Linked DNA regions of Danio rerio: region 2 is linked to region 1. Evidence: chromatin contacts called from public Hi-C data. All regions are on one chromosome and are shown on one strand. The core of a region is the stretch at or near the end of the contact, and the rest is flanking DNA. Distances in the headings are between cores, read along the strand shown. Region 1 holds the start of si:ch73-25f10.6. Region 2 holds the start of tent4a (terminal nucleotidyltransferase 4A).

Region 1 (3,492 bases), core at 279-2,778:
TCAGGCATGATGTTCCCCGTCCACGAGCGAGAGAAAAAGCGGAATGCTGACTTTTGGGACAGCGGCATTGGAGACGGCGGAGGTGTCCCGTAGTCTGATTCTCCATCAACCTCATCACTGTCCCATGTGCCTTCATTCCACCCAGCACATTTCTGCTGACGAAGTTTGGTGGATGATGATGATGATGACCACCGGGGCCAAAAAAAGTATCTGGATGGAAGCATTCGCCTCCACCAGCTTGGGGAGCTTTTGACCACAACCTTCTCAGTCTCAAGATCAGGCCTCAAAGCCCGAAGCTCCTCTACTTCCAAAGGCTTGAAATGCTCCTCAGTTTCCCAGAATTCCTCAGTAATTGTCTTTTGGTCCTTTTTGGCATTCTCACCCCTCCAAACCCAGGAAGTCAGTCCCCATAAGCCACTTTTAGTCTCATGTTTAATGGTGGCGGGTGTCTCTGGTTTGGTCGTACTGCCCCAAGACGAGTAAAGATTTGCTGGACTGACCCACCCCCAAACTCGCCCTACAACTGCTGTCATGTTGAAGCCTAAATATTGTTAAGGAATTCAATTTTCAGCTGGTGAATTTCACAAATAACTGACAAGAAGCAAGAAGAGTTTTAAGTTTATAAGTAAAATACTGAAATAGTAGTTTCTTTTAAAATGTATAAGTGTTTGTCCAACTACGAATAAAGTCCATTTACAATTTACAAAGGGAGTTAATTAAAACCCTAGGACATCTATAAAGTGTCAGTAAGTTACAAAGTTATTGATAAACAACTGTAATTAACCCAGTTATAGCAGTAAAGCACTAATATCGACTGGTAGCACAAATTAATATGGCTATTAAAGGTTTTAAATATATAAGGTTTTTAGTGTTCCCTAAAGTTTTATACTGACACAGGCGTTAGCAATGACACCTCAACAGACCTGTATTACAGCGTGTTTGTATTAGCACAAATGAAGTGTAAACTACACAAAGGCCACACCCGTGCCAAACTCAAAGCCAGGTAACGTTAGAGAATGTAATAAGAACATAAATTAGAAACATGCTAAAAATCACCGTGGTAGCATTGCTTGGTCTCAAGCAGCATTTTCCTCAGGCGAAACGGCGTCTGTTAGCATGTCTGAGCAAGCTTCACATCCAGGATCGTCTCCACAACTTGAAATGCTAAACTGTATTGATGTCAAACGGCGAATCGCTTTTGACAAGATAAATCAAACATACCTACGACGAGAAATCTTTAGTTTTGTTGGTTCTAAATGCAGGCAGGTACATCTTCCAGAGATTACAGCCCATCTGCTATAGGTGAAAAACAGTTGTATACACTTATCGAAGCCAGCTTCACATACCCGTTCATTAACACCCGGTATAGACGTGATCAAACTTTAACAGCTTAGCAAATAAACAGCTCGACGACAGCCAAATAACACAAACCAACGAAATTCATAAGGTTCTTTTAAACACGAAACGCAAACTGCCGTCGTGTCGTCTTAACTCGTGCGGGAGCCAGTTTAACTTACTTGACTAGGAATAAGCAGACTGACTCGTTTCAAAGAATCGACTCTTTCAAACGGCGTATTTTAATGAATTGGTTTAGTTTACCAATTCAATAGGGATTCCTTTACGTTGAAATCACAGGCCACTTACAGGCAGTCATTGCTTGAACATCCGAATAAAATCTTACGCTTGCGGCCAGTGCTGGGATTTTTTACGTTTTTAGTGAGGATTTAGTAGACGTTTTTATATAATTTTTTTTCAACTACAGGGATAAATGATACTTTTTAAGAAAGGCAACTAAACTCATATTTAAGCATTTTGTCATTTCAATTTATATCAATTATAACTTTAATTCATACTTTAAACCTTTTTTTTAATGTATGGCGGAGACTTTTGTTGAACCAAACAAAGCCCGTAACCCCCTTCAACTGGTTCACTCAAACGATCCGACTCGTTAGAACAATTCATTCACTAATCGGGCGTTGCTACGCAGTACTTACGTGCACAACCCGGTAACATTAAGTCATCGCAACAAAACGACCTTCACCATAAGATTTGTGACGTTACATCTGGACAAATAAAGTCCTTTTTTATGGATGTACGCACTTAATAGACTGCTAGTCGCAGACATGAATATGTAACGGCGTCTTTAGTTTACGCTACGTGAAGTCATGTAAAATAAGAGATGTAAACCTGAAAGCACGTTTCTATAATAAAAGTCCTTCGCGAACCAACAAATGGGTGGAATTACATGTTGAATCAATCAAATTCACATAGACGTGAATACAAAAATGCTAATACAAAGTGATTATATTATAAATAAATACATACATTTTATGAATAACCCAGTTCATACATTGCATAAATAATTTCTGCCTAGGAATGTTATATTGACTAAAAGTTAAAACCATACGCAATATTTTTATTTCATGCAAAAAACAAACATGGACAACTTTTCACTTTAGTTCTGATGTTTATTAAAAGCAATACTCTGTTGAAAAAGCAGTTTATAAAACTGAAAATGAGAAAATTAACTCAAACAGTCTATTGAATGCCACTAAACAAGCATTTAAATTGATGTATATCATTTTAATTCACCATTGTGCAGCAAACCAGTCACAGCTCCTCTTCGGTCACATCCTTGAAAGAAAACAAAATTGTATTAGACAACAAGACATGAAATAAAAGTTCATGCATTGTCTGTCAGTGTTTCAGTGCGCCGCGAGAAAGTTACTTCATTGACTTTCAGTGGAACCGAACAAACGCAGTCATCATTAACACAAGAAAAAGAGCTAGGTTTACTGAACCAGTATTTACACGGCTCCGCATTCATGTGTATGCAGCACCCCTTCACTGGCATCTCGTCAACCTAAAAACAAAATAAAATCCAATAATCAAAAGTTCTTAGTAACAAATACATGCTCATAATAAAAAAGCTGTGCTCAGAGAAATGTGTAGATCTTCATGTTGTTATCAGAGACTCTAGTCTATGGAATCATCACTGCACAATAGAGAATCAGCTCAGTTAGGTCAAAACGCCAACCTTTAAGCAGATTCATGAATCCAAGACATCCATGTTGGCTTCGAACCCTGTAGTTGAAAACCTTGAAAAGAAAGAAACTCTAGTTTTATGAATACTCATTACCTGCAACTGACCATTAATGGACAAATGCTTTTGAAAATGAATAAAAATATTTTTGTTCATTTACATGTGACTTGGGGCCTGAAAATTCACATACGTTTCTATTCAAGAGATCAATTTATTGGAAATAATGGTTACGATGAGTGTAAGCTTGAAAAAAAAAATTCACGTGCAACATTTAAACCAACTACCAGTCTGAAATGCTCAATTTCAGCTTTTTTCACTGAATTGTGAATGAGGATCTTTTTGACAGTGTTGACTTTTACAAGTGAAACTTTTCAGAAGCGCAAACTACAAAAAATATATAAAAAAAATTGCTGTGTAAATTTATCCTAATTTGTGAAGCTTTCATTGAC
Region 2 (3,492 bases), core at 366-2,865, 370 kb after region 1:
TGTTTTGTGCATCGTGCACGCTTACACATACAACTTTGTGTTTGCTATGTCTATATTAAAAGCAAATAAAATAAATAATCTAGCCTTTTAGTAACGGTGCCCATAAACATTATTGTAATTGGCAAGACATGAACGGTTTGTTCAGTTCAGTGTTTAATGAAAAGATTAACTTGTAACCATTTTTGCAAGCATGCAACCGTACTTTTTCAGTACACGTACGGCACTTTTTTAAAAATAATAAAGCAACCTAAAAAATATTTTCATACACCACTCTCAGTTCAGTGAATCAATGAGTCGACTCAAAAAAACAAATCACTTCAAGTGACTCTCTCGAGTCTGAATCGCTCAGATCGGATTAACCGATTCACCAAAAAAGATCCGAGTCAATGAGCGGTTCGAAGAGTTGGACATCACCGCTAAACGTAAACTGTTAATCCCTCACGCACACACACATACCACAAGTAACCCAACCCAAACACCGCAGCGGCCCCGACCCGAACCCAGAACATACCGGCTAACATGCTAAAGCTAAAGTCCCAGCCCAGGACGTCAAAAAGGCCCAGTGACACTTTACGACACACCAAAAAAAGAGAAAAATCAGTGTATCATTTTAACGCCTCATCCAGAGCCAAGCGAGCGAACGCCGCCGCGGTTATAAATCAAACTCATCTCACCCGTCAACCCCTGGGCTATATTTCCTCGTCTTCCACGGCGTGCCGGAGCTCTCATAATTGCCGTTAGTCCAGTTGGAAAGCAAGTAGTTTATCCCGTAGGTGCTGGCCTTATTGTCGCTTTTCCTTCGGCCTGGGTGATGGTGGTGGTGATGGTGGTTGTGAATCGCCGTCGGATAGGACGGGTGGCGCTTCATGCAACTCTGCTGCTCTTGATGGAAATGCCGTAGATGAGGATGAGGAGGGTGATGATGGTGGTTGACATTATTCAGTACGCTCTCGTTTAAAGTAAAAAACGGCTGGCCCTTATTCATATTCCCAGCGATCACATTAGGGCTTGTAGTCCTTATTCTAGTGCAGCTGGACGCTGAATCCACCACCGAGCCGCCGGTCTTTTGGGACATTTCTCCGTCTACCGCGTTCCCATTTAATGCGAGAACCGCGGAGCCGCTGCCCGGGATCGCAGTGCCGTTGTTTTTGATGTTAGTGCTGTTGTTTGCATTGGACGCCACAGTCTTATAAACGTCAAACGCCGGAGAATTGACACAGAAGTTGTGGTGGTGGTGATGGTGGTTCTGGTGCTGACCTGTGTTAGTCCGGTTTACCTGAGACGTTTCCCACACACGCATCCATAAAGCGTTCGCAGGACCTTTCTGTTCCGGCTGAATCCAAGCGACCCTCGGATCCATTCAACTCGTCTTTTTAACCCTGTCAAACAAACGAACGCCTTTTCCCCCTCCTTCGCTCCGCGGATAAGTTTGAGTCCGGGCCGCGAGGACGTGCCTGTAAATGGGGCTACGCGAAACGACAGGGAAAATGTCGACGTGCCGAACACCACAACAGACCAACGGGAATCAATTAGTGGCCCTTTTTCCCCGCTAGCTATAAACTGTTAGCTAAACTATACAGTGTTTCCAATATGGCGTGCGTATTCCCTTGAACCCCGAAAATCCAGTACGCATGTGTAGGATTTAAACCATCGGGGCAGCACACACCCCCAGACTACACACCGAGCAGGCGCAATCGGAGCCTGTTCAGCAACCCCACCCTTTTAAACGGCACCACAGCGACGAGGACACTTTTGAATTTGCTAGCAGTTGCTGCAGCTCTCGCTAAAACACCGCGAGACAGTGGACGAGATATTAAACCATCAGCTTTGTGCAGCTTCCATGCTTATCGATGTGCTCAGTAACAGTAGTTAGTAGTAGTCGTGCACTTATTTTTGATCTCATAAGGTTGCATTTTATGTGCATTAAAATATATTTATTGAACACATATAAACTTTTTTATTTGGGCATTTACTTAAATGCAGTTCTTTGAAGCATTTATAATTAAGGAAATATTGAAATCTGCTTTTATGTTTGTGCTTTTTGTTTGTACTTCAAGGTTACCTACTGTAAGTCTATCAGTAAAAAACGTTTGCAATAATTCATTAATAAAATATATCCAGTGCTGAGTCCACCCCGTTTTGAAAATGAATATTTTGATCCATTTCTCAGTGAATATAGGCAATGTATTTTGGTGCATTTAAACAAAACAGATTTATTAAACATGTATATTTATTAAAATAATATTTAGTCGCCAAACATATTAAGTAATTGAAAGATAATACAATTGAACTCAAGAAAAATAATGCAAAAATAAATTACAACCTACAAAATCTTAACAAAATTTTTAGCTTTTCTTGATTTTTCCTCATTTTAATTAGTATTTAATATTTTTCTATAACATATAAATGTGGCTGTACTAATTGTGGACCATTTTTGTAAGTTATTTTGGTAGATAATTTTTGGCTTCAGTACTGACAAATCTAATGTATATGCACAAATATACTATTGTAGAGCTTCATCTTAAAATATGAATTTAAAAGATAGAAATGTGAGTGGTGTACTTACATATGCTGAGCACTGTATATGGGAAAAAATAAGACTCAATATTTATAAGTTAAATGGGTCTGAGAAAAATGTGTTGCTACTGTATGTGATTGTCATTCTATAAAGGCGCACACACACACACACACACACACACACACACACACACACACACAGTTGAAGTCAGAATTATTAGCCCCCTGAATTATTTATTTTTTTTAACAGAAAGAAGATTTTTTTTTAAACACAATTCTAAACATAATAGTTTTAATAACTCATTTCTAGTAACTGATTTATTTTATCTTTCTCATGATGACAGTAAATAAGATTTTACTAGATATTTTTCAGGACACTTCTATACAGCTTAAAGTGACATTTGAAGGCTTAACTAAGTTAATTAAGTTAACCAGGCAGGTTAGGGTAATTAGGCAAGTTGTTGTATAACGATGGTTTGTTCTGTAGATTGTCGGAAAAAAATAGCTTAAAGGGGCTAATAATTTTGTCCCTAAAATGGTGTTTAAAAATTAAAAACTGCTTTTATTTAAGCCGAAATAAAACAAATAAGACTTTCTCAAGAAGAAAAAATATTGTCAGACATGCTGTGATAATTTTCTTGCTCAGTTAAACATTTGGAAAATATATTAAAAAAAAAATAATAATCAAAGGGGGGCTAATAATTCTGACTCTCTCTCTCTCTCTCTCTCTCTCTCTCTCTCTCTCTCTCTCTATATATATATATATTATTTTTTTTTTTGTTGTGCTAATTTTGAAGCTAAAAAAACATTTAATTTAAATTTGGAAAAAACATTATTGGAAAAAAGTTGACAGAATCAAACAAATGACTTTTGACTTAAATACATAACCGTGAATTGTGAATCCAAAGAAATAGACATAAAACACACAAAATAAAACATTAAACAAAATTTTTTATATTAAAAAAGGATACAAAA

The links. Hi-C and Micro-C count contacts between places; a contact is called where the count stands out from the background.
Region 2: a Hi-C map of hematopoietic stem cells shows a contact between it and region 1, with 2.0 times the contacts expected there. The contact joins the promoter of tent4a here to the promoter of si:ch73-25f10.6 in region 1. A contact is called at or near these places in 2 of 18 Hi-C or Micro-C datasets (caudal fin and hematopoietic stem cells) and 1 of 4 datasets of contacts at active chromatin or transcription factors (pancreas).

Annotation. Positions count from the first base shown.
Region 1 is chr19:29,878,309-29,881,800 of GRCz12tu, forward strand. It overlaps si:ch73-25f10.6, which reads right to left and starts at 1,529. Exons shown (of 2, transcript NM_001423403.1): 1 at 1-1,529. The coding sequence starts at 533. It overlaps si:ch211-152p11.8 (a long non-coding RNA gene), which reads right to left. Exons shown (of 11, transcript NR_186829.1): 9 at 3,038-3,098; 10 at 2,812-2,863; 11 at 2,448-2,634. It overlaps LOC137488569 (small nucleolar RNA SNORD52), which reads right to left and starts at 3,000; the gene lies at 2,934-3,000.
Region 2 is chr19:30,248,198-30,251,689 of GRCz12tu, forward strand. It overlaps tent4a (terminal nucleotidyltransferase 4A), which reads right to left and starts at 1,616. Exons shown (of 13, transcript XM_680973.9): 1 at 675-1,616. The coding sequence starts at 1,360.